Regions from separate parts of the Mus musculus genome. Here region 2 is linked to region 1. Evidence: chromatin contacts called from public ChIA-PET data. All regions are on one chromosome and are shown on one strand. Each heading gives the region's core, a stretch centred on a gene start, on an enhancer-like site or on the middle of the called end of the contact. The rest is flanking DNA. Distances are from core to core; before and after follow the strand shown.

Region 1 (5,368 bases), core at 1,086-3,585:
ATGCATTCCTGGCACGGACTTAACCCAGTGATAATGAATTACCTTGTATTACAGGTTGTGTTGGGGGTCCTAGTATTTTGTGGTGAGTTTTGTATTTTTTAAAACAATACATTTTTAATGCAAATGGGTGTTTTGCCCGGATATATGCCTGTGTACCATGTGCATTCCTGGTGCTGGCAGAGTTCAGAAGAGACCGGAACTGGATTTAGATGGTTGTGAACCACCATGTTTGTGCCAGGAATTGAACCTGTGTCCTCTGGAAGGGCAGCCAGTGCTCATAACTTCTGAGCCATCACCCAAGCCCTGGATTTTTGCATTTATACTCGGGGATGGAATTGCTCAATAATTTCCTTTCCTTGTATTATCTTTATCAGATTTAATACCAAGGATATTCCAAACTCTTTTTCTTTCCTGCTTTCTTGTTTTGCTCAAGATAGTTTTATGTAATCCAGGCTGTACAGAAACTCGATTTATTGCTGAGGCTGACCTTGAACTATTAATTGAATGATTCCACCTTCCAGGGGCTGGGATTACAGATGTTTGTCTACCACCATATCTAACTACATTTTCAGTATTTTGGAAGAATTTCTATGAAACTGTAATCATGTATTACTCCTGTATTTGAAATAGAACTTGCCACTGACGCAGGTAGGCGCAAAGGTTTGTTTGCTTGTTTCTTTTTATAGCCCAGGCTAGCCTCAAATTTGTGCTCCGGCCTCATCCTTCTGAGAGCTGAGATTGTGGGTGTACACCACCACTACTGGAGACTTTCTATTTTCTTCACTGAGTCAATTTTGGCAAGCTATATCTTTCCAGATAATTCCAAATATTTGGATTACAATGATAACTGACATCTGGAATACCCTAACTCTTAAAGAAATTATATGATTTATGTATGGGTCATGCGAAGTGCTGAAACCTGTAATCCATCCCAGCACTCCGAATTATAAATCATCAGAAAGTAACAACGCCTATGTGCACTGCGTGGCAGTTTATATAAGTACTGTTAATATGTAACTTCATCTGAAGGGCAAAGTCTAACTAGTTGCAGAGGGAGGGACAACTTCTTATCTAGGCAGAACAGCTGGTTCAGATCAACGCCCCTTTAGGGCCACACTAGAGCGTTTTGTGGAGGACTATGTAGCTATTCCATCACTCCTGGGATTAAGTCACTGACAAAAGGAAGCAGCCACCGAATGACCTGGCAGTGTGTCTGCACGAGGGTGTTTAGGAGTGTTCTTGCTGATGGGAACCTTCCCCAAGGCCAGGCTGGGTGGGAAGTCCAGGGAATTGGCGTGTTTTCTAACACGGGTGGAGCTGCTCCTGCCTGCCGTTCCACAGGGCCACTTGGCCCAGGATGCAGCGAGCAACGGTGGATCAGGACGGACTCACCAGGGCCTCGAAGTCCTTACAGTCGTGGCGGGCGTAGGAGGCGGGGAAGGGCCGCAGCACCGAGTCCCGCTTGTAGCTCTGCAGCGCCGAGGCGAAGAGGCTGCAGCGGAGGTCCGCAGCCAGCACGTCGCGGCTCGCTGCCTCCCTGGCTGCTGCCCTGTTGGAGAGCTGCATCCCGGGCTCGTAGCGCGTGGCCGGGAGGAGACAAGGAGGGGCAGCGCGGGGCCTGGGCCCGGGGGACCGTAGACCGTCTGCTGCCAGGTTTTCCAGCCCGGGGGGTGGAGCTAGGCAAAGGGGTGACAAATTGACATTGGTGAGAACGCGCCGGCGAGCGTCCTCTGCAGGACACTGGGCACGGTCGCTCAGTGCGGGGAAACACGGGATCTGGGAGAGTCGCCTCTCGGGTCCCGCCAGTCCCGGAGTCCCCGGTATGGAGTTGTCGCTATTGCACCCGGCGTGGGTAGTACCCCGGGGACCCGGCCGATCAGTCCTGGCCGCCCCACACTGCCAGCAGCCACCGCCTACCTCCCCGCCCGCCGCTCTCACGCCGCTCCGCCCACCCGGCCCAGGCCCGCCCCTTCCCGCGCCCTTGCTCAGCTCGCGCCCGCCCACAGGTCCCGGAGGATCCCAGCTGCCCCGGGTGCTGGGCAAAGGTGCCCAATGCGGCTGCTAGTCATCCTCGCCACCGCCCCAAGTGGAAACCGCCCCGGGACCCGCCCCGGGGAATTGTCTTTGTCCTGGCTCCACGGGTTGAGCCAGCCTCGCTCACCTTGGGAATTGCCACCTGTTGAATAAATCGGTTTCCTCTGGAGCTGACACGTTGCACACAAGAAGCCACTTGATACCCAGGGAAAACTGAAGGTCGGAGTGACACAATACTTTCTCAAGACACTGTAGCCGACCCAAAGACCTTCCTCTCTACCTTACAGCCTCCGCAATTCTCTGAATTGCTCAAATGTCTGACCTCAGATTTCCCAGGATCCTCCTCCTTCGAAGGCCTCTAACAGGAAGTCGGGAAAACAGGCACTGGGAGAACAATGACCTAACCCTGCCGAAGGGAAAAGACCGGACCCCAAGATGACTCAGCAACTGGTCGAGTAAAGGCACTTGCTGTCCGTCCTCACGACCTGAGTTCTATCCCAGGATCCCATATGTTAGGAGCTAAGTGACTCTAGCAATTTGTCCTATGACTTCCACACCTGCACCAAGGCTCAAGTGTGCCCACATGTGAACGTATACACAAAATAAATAAATGTAGGGCTGGTGAGATGGCTCAGCGGGTAAGAGCACTGACTGCTCTTCTGAATGTCCTGAGTTCAAATCCCAGCAACCACATGGTGGTTCACAACCACTGGTAATGAGATCTGACTCCCTCTTCTAATTCGTTTGAAGACAGCTACAGTGCACTTATGTATAATAAATAAATCTTTGGGCCGGAACAAGCAGGGACTGAGCGAGCAGGGTTGACCAGAGCAAGCAGTGGTCCTAAATAAAAATTCAATTCCCAACAGCCACATGAAGGCTCACAACCATCTGTACAGCTACAGTGTACTCACATACATAAAATAAATACATTAAAAAATTAAAATAAAGGCAGGAGGATTTCTGAGTTCGAGGCCAGCCTGGTCTACAAAGTGAGTTCCAGGACAGCCAGGACTATACAGAGAAACCCTGTCTTGAAAAACCAAAATAAATAAATAAAATAAAATAAAAAATGTAAGAACAGATTCCCTTTACCTCTTCTTCTTCAAGACCTCACTAGAAAAAAAGCACTTGGCCTTCTGGTCACATAGAAATCTAAGACCAGTGCTGAATTGTTAGACTAAAAGTCCCCTTTAAAGACCCCACACGTGCTGAGAGGTGGTGGCTCACGCCTTTAGTCCCAGCACACCAGAAGCAAAGGCAGGCATATCTCTGAGTTCAAGTCCAGCCTGGTCTACAGATCAAATCCCAGGACAGCAAGGGCTACACAGAGAAACCCTGTCTCAAAAAAAACAAAAACAAACCCCAAAACAAAACTTTACAAAAACAAAAACAAAAACAACCATTAATTAGATAAATAAACATACACACACACTGGCTCTGCTCTCTGAGAAATCACCCCCTTCTTGGGCATCCGAATGGGACCTGGCCCTGTGCTCCTCAGACTTCGGGAGGGAAGACAGGCAGAACTATATTCTCAGACCCTAGAGAGCTTCCCAGGCCAAACAATGATGCAAACCACCCCCAGGAGTCCAAATGGTAATGGTTGTTGTAAGGCCTGGGCTGATTTGGAATCACCAAAATGTCTGAGAGCCTATGACCTCAAATAAAACCCCTCCAGCACCCCAAGTCCTGGGGCCCCTAGGGCCCCATGGAGCATCTGGAACCCTAAGGTACCTGCTGCATGTCTGAGGCATATCGCATGACCCTCACTCTGAGAAAACCTTCTCACCACCTCTCCTGCCACATAAGTATAATAAATGTACTTTTAAAGAATATTAATGAGATGGAGAGATGATGGCTCAGTGGTTAAGAACACTGACTCATAAATGAGGAAAATACCTAATTAAAAAAAAATACCGTTTAAAAAACAAAAACAAAAACAAAAAAAAAAAACCCACTGACTCTTCTTCCAGAGGTCCTGAGTTCAACTCCCAGCAACCACATGGTGGCTCACAACCATCTGTAATAGGATCCAATGCCCTGTTCTGGTGTGTCTGAAGACAGCTACAGTGTACTCACAAACATAAATAAATCTTTAAAAAAATGAATGAAGGACCAGAGAGATGGCTCAGTGATTTAAAAAGCTTCCTGATCTTCCAGAAGACCTGAACTCAGTTCCCAGCACCCACATCTGGAGGCTTACAACAGCCAGTGGCTCCACTTCCATGGACTCTAACACCTCTGTCCTCCATGGGCAGTGCCCTCACATGTGGAGTACATGTTAGCTCTGTGGAGACACATAATTAAAAATAAAGGAGCTGGAGATGTGGTTAGGTTAGGGGATATGGTTCAGTCGTTAGTGGCTGCTCTCCCAGAGGATCTAGGTTCAATTCCCAGCACCCCCTTGGCAGCTCACAACCCTCTGTAACTGCTGTCCCAGACAATCTAATGCTGTCTTCTTGTATCTTCAGGCACGAGGCATGCATGTGGTACTTGATCATACGTATAGGCAAAACACCCATACACGTAAGAAAACAGAAAGGGCTTTACAGTTTTTTTCTTTTTAATATTTATTTATTTAATGTATGTGAGTACACTGCTGCTATCTTCAGACATACCAGAGGAGGGCATCTGATTCCATTAGAGATGGTTGTGAGCCACTATGTGGTTGCTGGGAATTGAACTCAGGACCCCTGGAAGAGAAGTCAGTGCTCTTAACCACTGAGCCATCTCTCCAGTCCTTACAGTTCTTCTAAAAATAAAAAATACCAATGAATCAGAGAGAGAACAACAGTGAGTATATACTTACAGTTTTGTTATGTTCATCTTATCATTTCTGGTTCTAGTTCATTTTTATGAACTTGAGTTACCACTGGTAGACATTTCTGAGGCCAGCCCAGAACTACCCCACACCTGTACGTTCATGCTGACCGCTGTATATCTACACTTCAGCACTCAACACTGCTTTCTCTAGGAGGGCTGGGGAGTGGACCCAGGGTTTCCTCTGGCTGAAGTCTACTTCTAAGCCACATCCCAGACCACTTAGGATGTCTTGGAAAGTGTATTCCAGCTGTTGATCCTTTGAAAGGCTTACTGATCTGTATTCTGTTGCTGATTTTCCCCCCTTGGAGCTGTGAATATGTCACCCCTCTGCTCTGCTTTCTTCATTGTTTCCGCTGAAGGGTCAGCAGTAAATTTTACTCAGGTTGCCTAGTGACAGGTTTGTTTTTCTCATGCTGCTTTCAAGATTTCCACCAGATGACTCAGGTGGTTACAAGCACTGGCTATTCTTGCAGAGGAACAGGCTCTAGCATACAGTGGCTCCTAACTA
Region 2 (5,368 bases), core at 1,454-3,953, 320 kb before region 1:
TAACCCACGACCTTACCCTTTTCCCTCTGCCCACCTCAGCCCTGGGTTTGCATTGCCAAGGATAACCTACCCTCACATGCAGGTGATCATGTCTAAGAGCCACTGTGCATGGCAACCACAGGGCCCAGGCAGGGTGGTACGAGCTGCCTCTGACCGGATGGGTTCTTAGCGCCACTGTGGGGCCTCGGCCACTTGTTCATCATTTTCCGGATGTTTTGCTCCCTAAATGATTATTCATTTAGTATTTTCCCTTACAGCAAGCCCTTTGAAATAACCTAAGTGGGACACAGTGCACATTCCCGTGATCCCTAAGCCTCAACAGGACTGTGGGAAGTTCAAAACCAGCTTGGGCTACGCAATGAAACTCTTTAAAATGATGATAATGATGACTAAATTAATGATAATACTAATAATAATAAATAAAAATAATAAAGGACCATCCAGGGTGGCACATGACACACATGAACTCTCAGCACTCTGAGAAATTAGAGTTAGGAGAATAAGGAGTTCAAGGCTAGCCTCAGCTACACGAGATCCTTTGTCCCCAAAACAAAATTTGGGTAGACAAGAGCTTATTGGGATGAAGGTCCTTGCTGCCATGCCTAACAATCAGAGTTTGATCTCGAGACCCACACGAGGTGGAAGGATACAACCAACTCCCACAAGCTGTCCGCTGACCTACACACATAAGTCCTTGTGCACACACAAGTGCACACATCCCGAGTCTTTAAAAAAAATCATAGCCTATAACCCCATCTGTAAATCATTTGTCGGTGAGCTGATTTTGTTTTTCTGACCAATGTTTGGATTAATGCATGGTTCACCCACAAACTTGCATTGTGGATCATATGTATATCTTTGAAACAGAGTTCCATGTAGTCAAGGCTAGCCCTGAACTCACTATTTAGTTGAGGCTGCCCTTGCGTCTCTGATTGTCCTGTCTCTACTTCTCTAAGTCTAGGGTTACAGGTATGAGCCACCATACTTGTTTCATGGTCCACATTTGTTTGTTTCGTTTTGAAACAAGGTCAAACTATGTAGCTCTGGCTGGCCTGAAATCTGTGTAGACCAGGCTGGCCTGGAACTCACAGAGATCTGCCTGGCCCTACTTCCTTAGTGCTAGGGTTGTGAGGATTTTGTGCACCTATGGGCCATGTTTTAAAACTCCCCTTGTGGTCCATGTTTTGGGAAATGAGTGGAGAGACTGTGTGACCTTGGGAATGGTGCTCAGACTCTCTGCCCTCCACTTTCATCTGCACAATGGGATCCTCGCTCCCCCATCTGTGGCAGGGTACAGTGATTCTGAGCACACACAGCTTGTCCATGGGGGCCTCCCTCCTGCCTCAGGCTCCTGCAACTGTCCCTGCAGATGCGACTGGTAGCCACTCTTAGTCCTCTTCCTAACCACAGAGAGCCATTGTGTTCTTCTGAGGTCCTGCTCAACAGGTGTGCCTGGCAGGAGGAGAGCGCTCCTTTGCACCTGTGCCCCTGTGCCCAGGTTTATCAATACCGAGGGGAAGTGCTTCCTAGTGTGCCCCCTAAGTCCTCTGCTGCAATGTCACCTCCTGTCCCTGTGTTTTGTCCTCACTGGACCTTGTATTGGTTAAAGGCATTTTCTCTGAAGGGTTGGTTGGATCCAGTCTGACACTTGTGCTAACTTGCTGGGTGCCCTTGAGCAAGGCACTGCCCCTCTCTGGACACGATTTTCTCAAAGGTAAAACAAAGGGGCCAGCCTTATGAAATGGGCCATCTCCCACTTCCTCTCCCTCCCTTCAGAGATAGGGGGAGTCAGGGTAGGGCTCTTGCTTTTTCCTATTGCACTAATGGTTTCTGTTTCTCTTCCGGTTGAGGATGGGAGCCTAGATCTGGATGGACTGGAGAGGAAGTTGCTGCTGAGGGTAGGAGCCTGCCTGCCAGGGAGCCCTCCCCATCTGGAAACCCCCTGATTGTCTCTTCCTCAGACCACTAGACCAAAGGGGTCTAGGTGTTTCCAAGGATGGCCGAGGAGGCAACATGCCTGTGTCTCCATCTCGGGCTATGTTCTGCATCCAAACCTGAGTCTCCAAGGAGTGGGGTAGTCAGAGATCATCACTCAGCCCTCCTGCTTGCACAGAAGTGGAAACTGAGCTCCAGAGAAGTATGGCCAGCCGGGCGAGGTGGCACGCGCCTTTAATCCCAGCACTCGGCAGGCAGAGGCAGGTGGATTTCTGAGTTCGAGGCCAGCCTGGTCTACAGAGTGAATTCCAGGACAGCCAGGGCTACACAGAGAAACCCTGTCTCGAAAAACCAAAAAAAAAAAAAAAAAAAAAAGAAAGAAAGAAAGAAAGAAAGAAAGAAAGAAAGAAAGAAGTATGGCCAGGTTAGGTCATGCAGCGCCTTGGCAGGAGTGTGAGCAAGAACTTGGAGTCCTGAACCCACTCAGGGGAAGCTGTCCTGCCTGTCACCACCTCCTGCATGGCACAGGGAGAGCAGGGCTGCTGTGACAATTTCTCTGACTCTTAACAGGAAGTGTGGGTTCTTCACTCTGAGTTGACAACCACAGCAGCTACACACACATACACACACACACACACACACACACACACACACACACACACCCTCCTTTGAGCACCACTGCAAGCATATACATAAAGCAACCTAGTTGTTCTCCTTTGTGAGCAAGCACACCATAGATGGAAACGGCTCTGAAGCTCTTACTGGTTCCAGATGCCCAGCTGAGGTTTATACTCTGTGCCCTCTGACCCACATCACATTTCATGGTAGAGAATGGACTTCAGGAGAGGAAGTGAAACCAGGACACGAGGCAACGCCTCTTCTGGGTTGTCATAGCTTAGCAAAAGTCCCCACACACCAGCCCCATGGCTGATGCCCATCAGTCCTCCTGTAACCTGGAGGAAAACCTAATGCTTCAACAGGACAGACTGACAAGAATAACCCCCCACCCACACCCTGAGGACCACACAGGGTGGCACACTCGTGACCACTCAGTGCCAGACACTGCCTTTGATCCATCTGATAAGAGAGGCCAAAGAAATAGGGGCTTGCCTGCAGAGGCTTAGCATGTAAATGTCTGAGTTTAGATCTGAACCTGGGGTCAGAAGCTGGACAGCGGTAGCACACACCTTTAATCCCAGTACTCAGGAGGCAGAGACAGGAGGGTCTCTGTGAGTTTGAGGCCAGACTGGTCTACAGAGCAAGTTTCAGGACAGCCAGAGCTAGTTACACAGAGAAACCCTGCCTGGAAAAACAAACAAACAAACAAAGAGATGAAAAAAAAAAAACCTGTGGCCAGGTACATTAATCTTTATGGTAAAGCAGCAGATGGGAGCAGTGGCACTCTGTCAGCCTCCTACAGGCAGGGCACAGGGAGCAGGGGTTCTGGAAATCTTGGTGGCTGTGAGTAACACTTCCCTGATGAGGTGACACTGGAAACTGCTTTAAGAATGAGTGTTATTGGACGGGGCTGTGGCCCAGCCCTCAGAGTGCTCACAGAGCTTGCATGAAGCCCTGGGTTCAATCCCCGTGGATTATGTTGCATGATGGGACATACCTGAAGAAGTCATCCTCAACTACATAATGAGTTTAAGGTTAACCTGGACTACACAAGAGCTCTGGGATGAGGCTGGGGTTTTAGAGTATCCTAGTCAGTCCTAAAAAAGGGGATATGTGGTTCTGTCCAGAGACCTCTCGAAGATGAGCCATTACAGGTGCCCAGGCCAAGGTCACGTGGCTAGGAGCAGGCCTTCAGTGGTGGGAAGGAGAGGGAGGAGGGAGCTGGGAGGAAAGATGCTCTGGGGGACTCAGGCTCCTGGTAGGGATGATGACACAGTCACCAGGCCTGGGCTCCAAGACCACAGTGTCCACCTCCTGTCCAGCTCAGAACCCCAGGTTAAGACTGGCAGGTTCTAGAGCACGTTCCCCCCAGGCCCCCTACTGTTTGTGGGTCCTACAGACCCTAGTCACTCCTCTTGCAAGGCAGGGAAGAACTTTGTTCTTTACTAGCTAAGGTGCCAAACTCAGCCTCTCCCTGCAGAGCTAGAGGGACAAGGCTGGCGGCACCAGCAGTGAATGAAAAAGCCACAGGCTCTGTGTTCTCACTGCTCTAAGCAAACTGGATAGTCACCAGCAGCAGCTTGAGGTGGTCCTAGTGATTGGCAGTGCCTGGATGTGCGCCTTAGCTGCAAGGGAGGCTGGCAAGGGAGTGTACTGGACATAGTTCATCTCCAGGGTAGCAACTGCTGGCCAGCCAGTCTAGCTAAATCAGTGAGCTGTGGTTTTAGTAAAACAAAGCAAGACAAAAGACACCAACAAAAAAAGCCTGTCTCAGGAAGATGCCCTAGCTTGACCTCTGACCTCCACATACACAAATAGCCACATCTATATGCAAACATATAATAGCTTTCACACACTTTCACACACACACACACACACACACACACACACACACAGAGAGAGAGAGAGAGAGAGAGAGAGAGAGAGAGAGAGAGAGAGAGCTCAGTAAATGCAAGTCATCTTTCTGGTGAATTCTGTGCTTGCCAGTAATCTCATTTGGGAAGTGGAAGTAGGAAGATGAATTTGAGGATAACCTGGGCTATGCAGCAAGACATAAACTCTCCCCTCCACATGGGCAAGGAGTAGACCCGGTTTTGTTCTCTGCTTTATCTCAATGCCGGCAAGGGTGCCTGACACACAGCAGAAACTCCATCTAGCCTTTCTGGTTTTTGTTTGTTTGCTTTTATTTTTTTAAGCCAGAGTCTCATGTAGCCCAGGCTGACTCCAGTTCTCCTCCGTTTTCAGTTTGCTGCCCTGGCTGTAGCCTTAGTGGGTTTTGAAAAGGAGACAAATGCTGCTGCCTAAGTCAGAGGCCCACGGTGTCCTTTACGGCCTGTTTATTGAGTGGTCTCTGAGTCACCTCCCGGCCTCAGCCCAGGTACAATAGCCTCAGCTGGCTCAAAAATGTGTGAAACTGGTTGCAAAAGAGCAAAAAGGCTTCAGCCTTCAAGCTGAACAGGAAGCAGCTGATCAAGCCTGCCCTGAGAGATCTGTTTCTGCTGGGACCTGGGAGAAAGTAAGGGGAGAAAGCTTTCCCTTTCCTTCAGTGGGGATGACGTTCTTCACTTCCTATATCCACGAAATAACGTGTGCGTGTATGCGTGTGTGTGTGTGTGTGTGTGTGTGTGTGTGTGCGCGTGTGTGTGTGTGGCCAGAGGGTAATGTCAGATATCTTCAATTGCTCTGTTGTTTTTAAAGATTCTCTCTCTCTCTCTCTCTCTCTCTTTCATTTTATGTAAGTACATTGTCGCTGTCTTCAGACACACCAGAAGAAGGCATCAGATCCCGTTACAGATGGTTGTGAGCCACCATGTAG

Evidence for each region. ChIA-PET counts read pairs in DNA pulled down with a chosen protein or histone mark.
Region 2: an RNA polymerase II ChIA-PET map of effector CD8 T cells shows a contact between it and region 1, with 7 read pairs. The contact joins the enhancer-like site here to the promoter of Parp16 in region 1. A contact is called at or near these places in 2 of 484 Hi-C or Micro-C datasets (CD4 T cells and muscle stem cells) and 4 of 115 datasets of contacts at active chromatin or transcription factors (bone marrow-derived macrophages, effector CD8 T cells, embryonic stem cells and 1 more).

What each region holds. Positions count from the first base shown.
Region 1 is chr9:65,211,657-65,217,024 of GRCm38.p6, reverse strand. Parp16 (poly (ADP-ribose) polymerase family, member 16) reads right to left here and starts at 2,335. Exons shown (of 7, transcript NM_177460.4): 1 at 2,162-2,335; 2 at 1,393-1,676. The coding sequence starts at 1,566. It overlaps Gm40527 (a long non-coding RNA gene), which reads right to left. Exons shown (of 3, transcript XR_870869.2): 3 at 4,590-4,789.
Region 2 is chr9:65,532,771-65,538,138 of GRCm38.p6, reverse strand. No RefSeq gene overlaps it. Among named protein-coding and RNA genes, the nearest start is that of Ankdd1a, 15 kb to the right of the region's middle. Within about 2 kb of position 2,703, at least 147 of the 459 cell types and tissues checked have an H3K27ac peak or open chromatin away from gene starts, as enhancers often do. A contact at or near this core is called in bone marrow-derived macrophages and effector CD8 T cells, where this site is marked.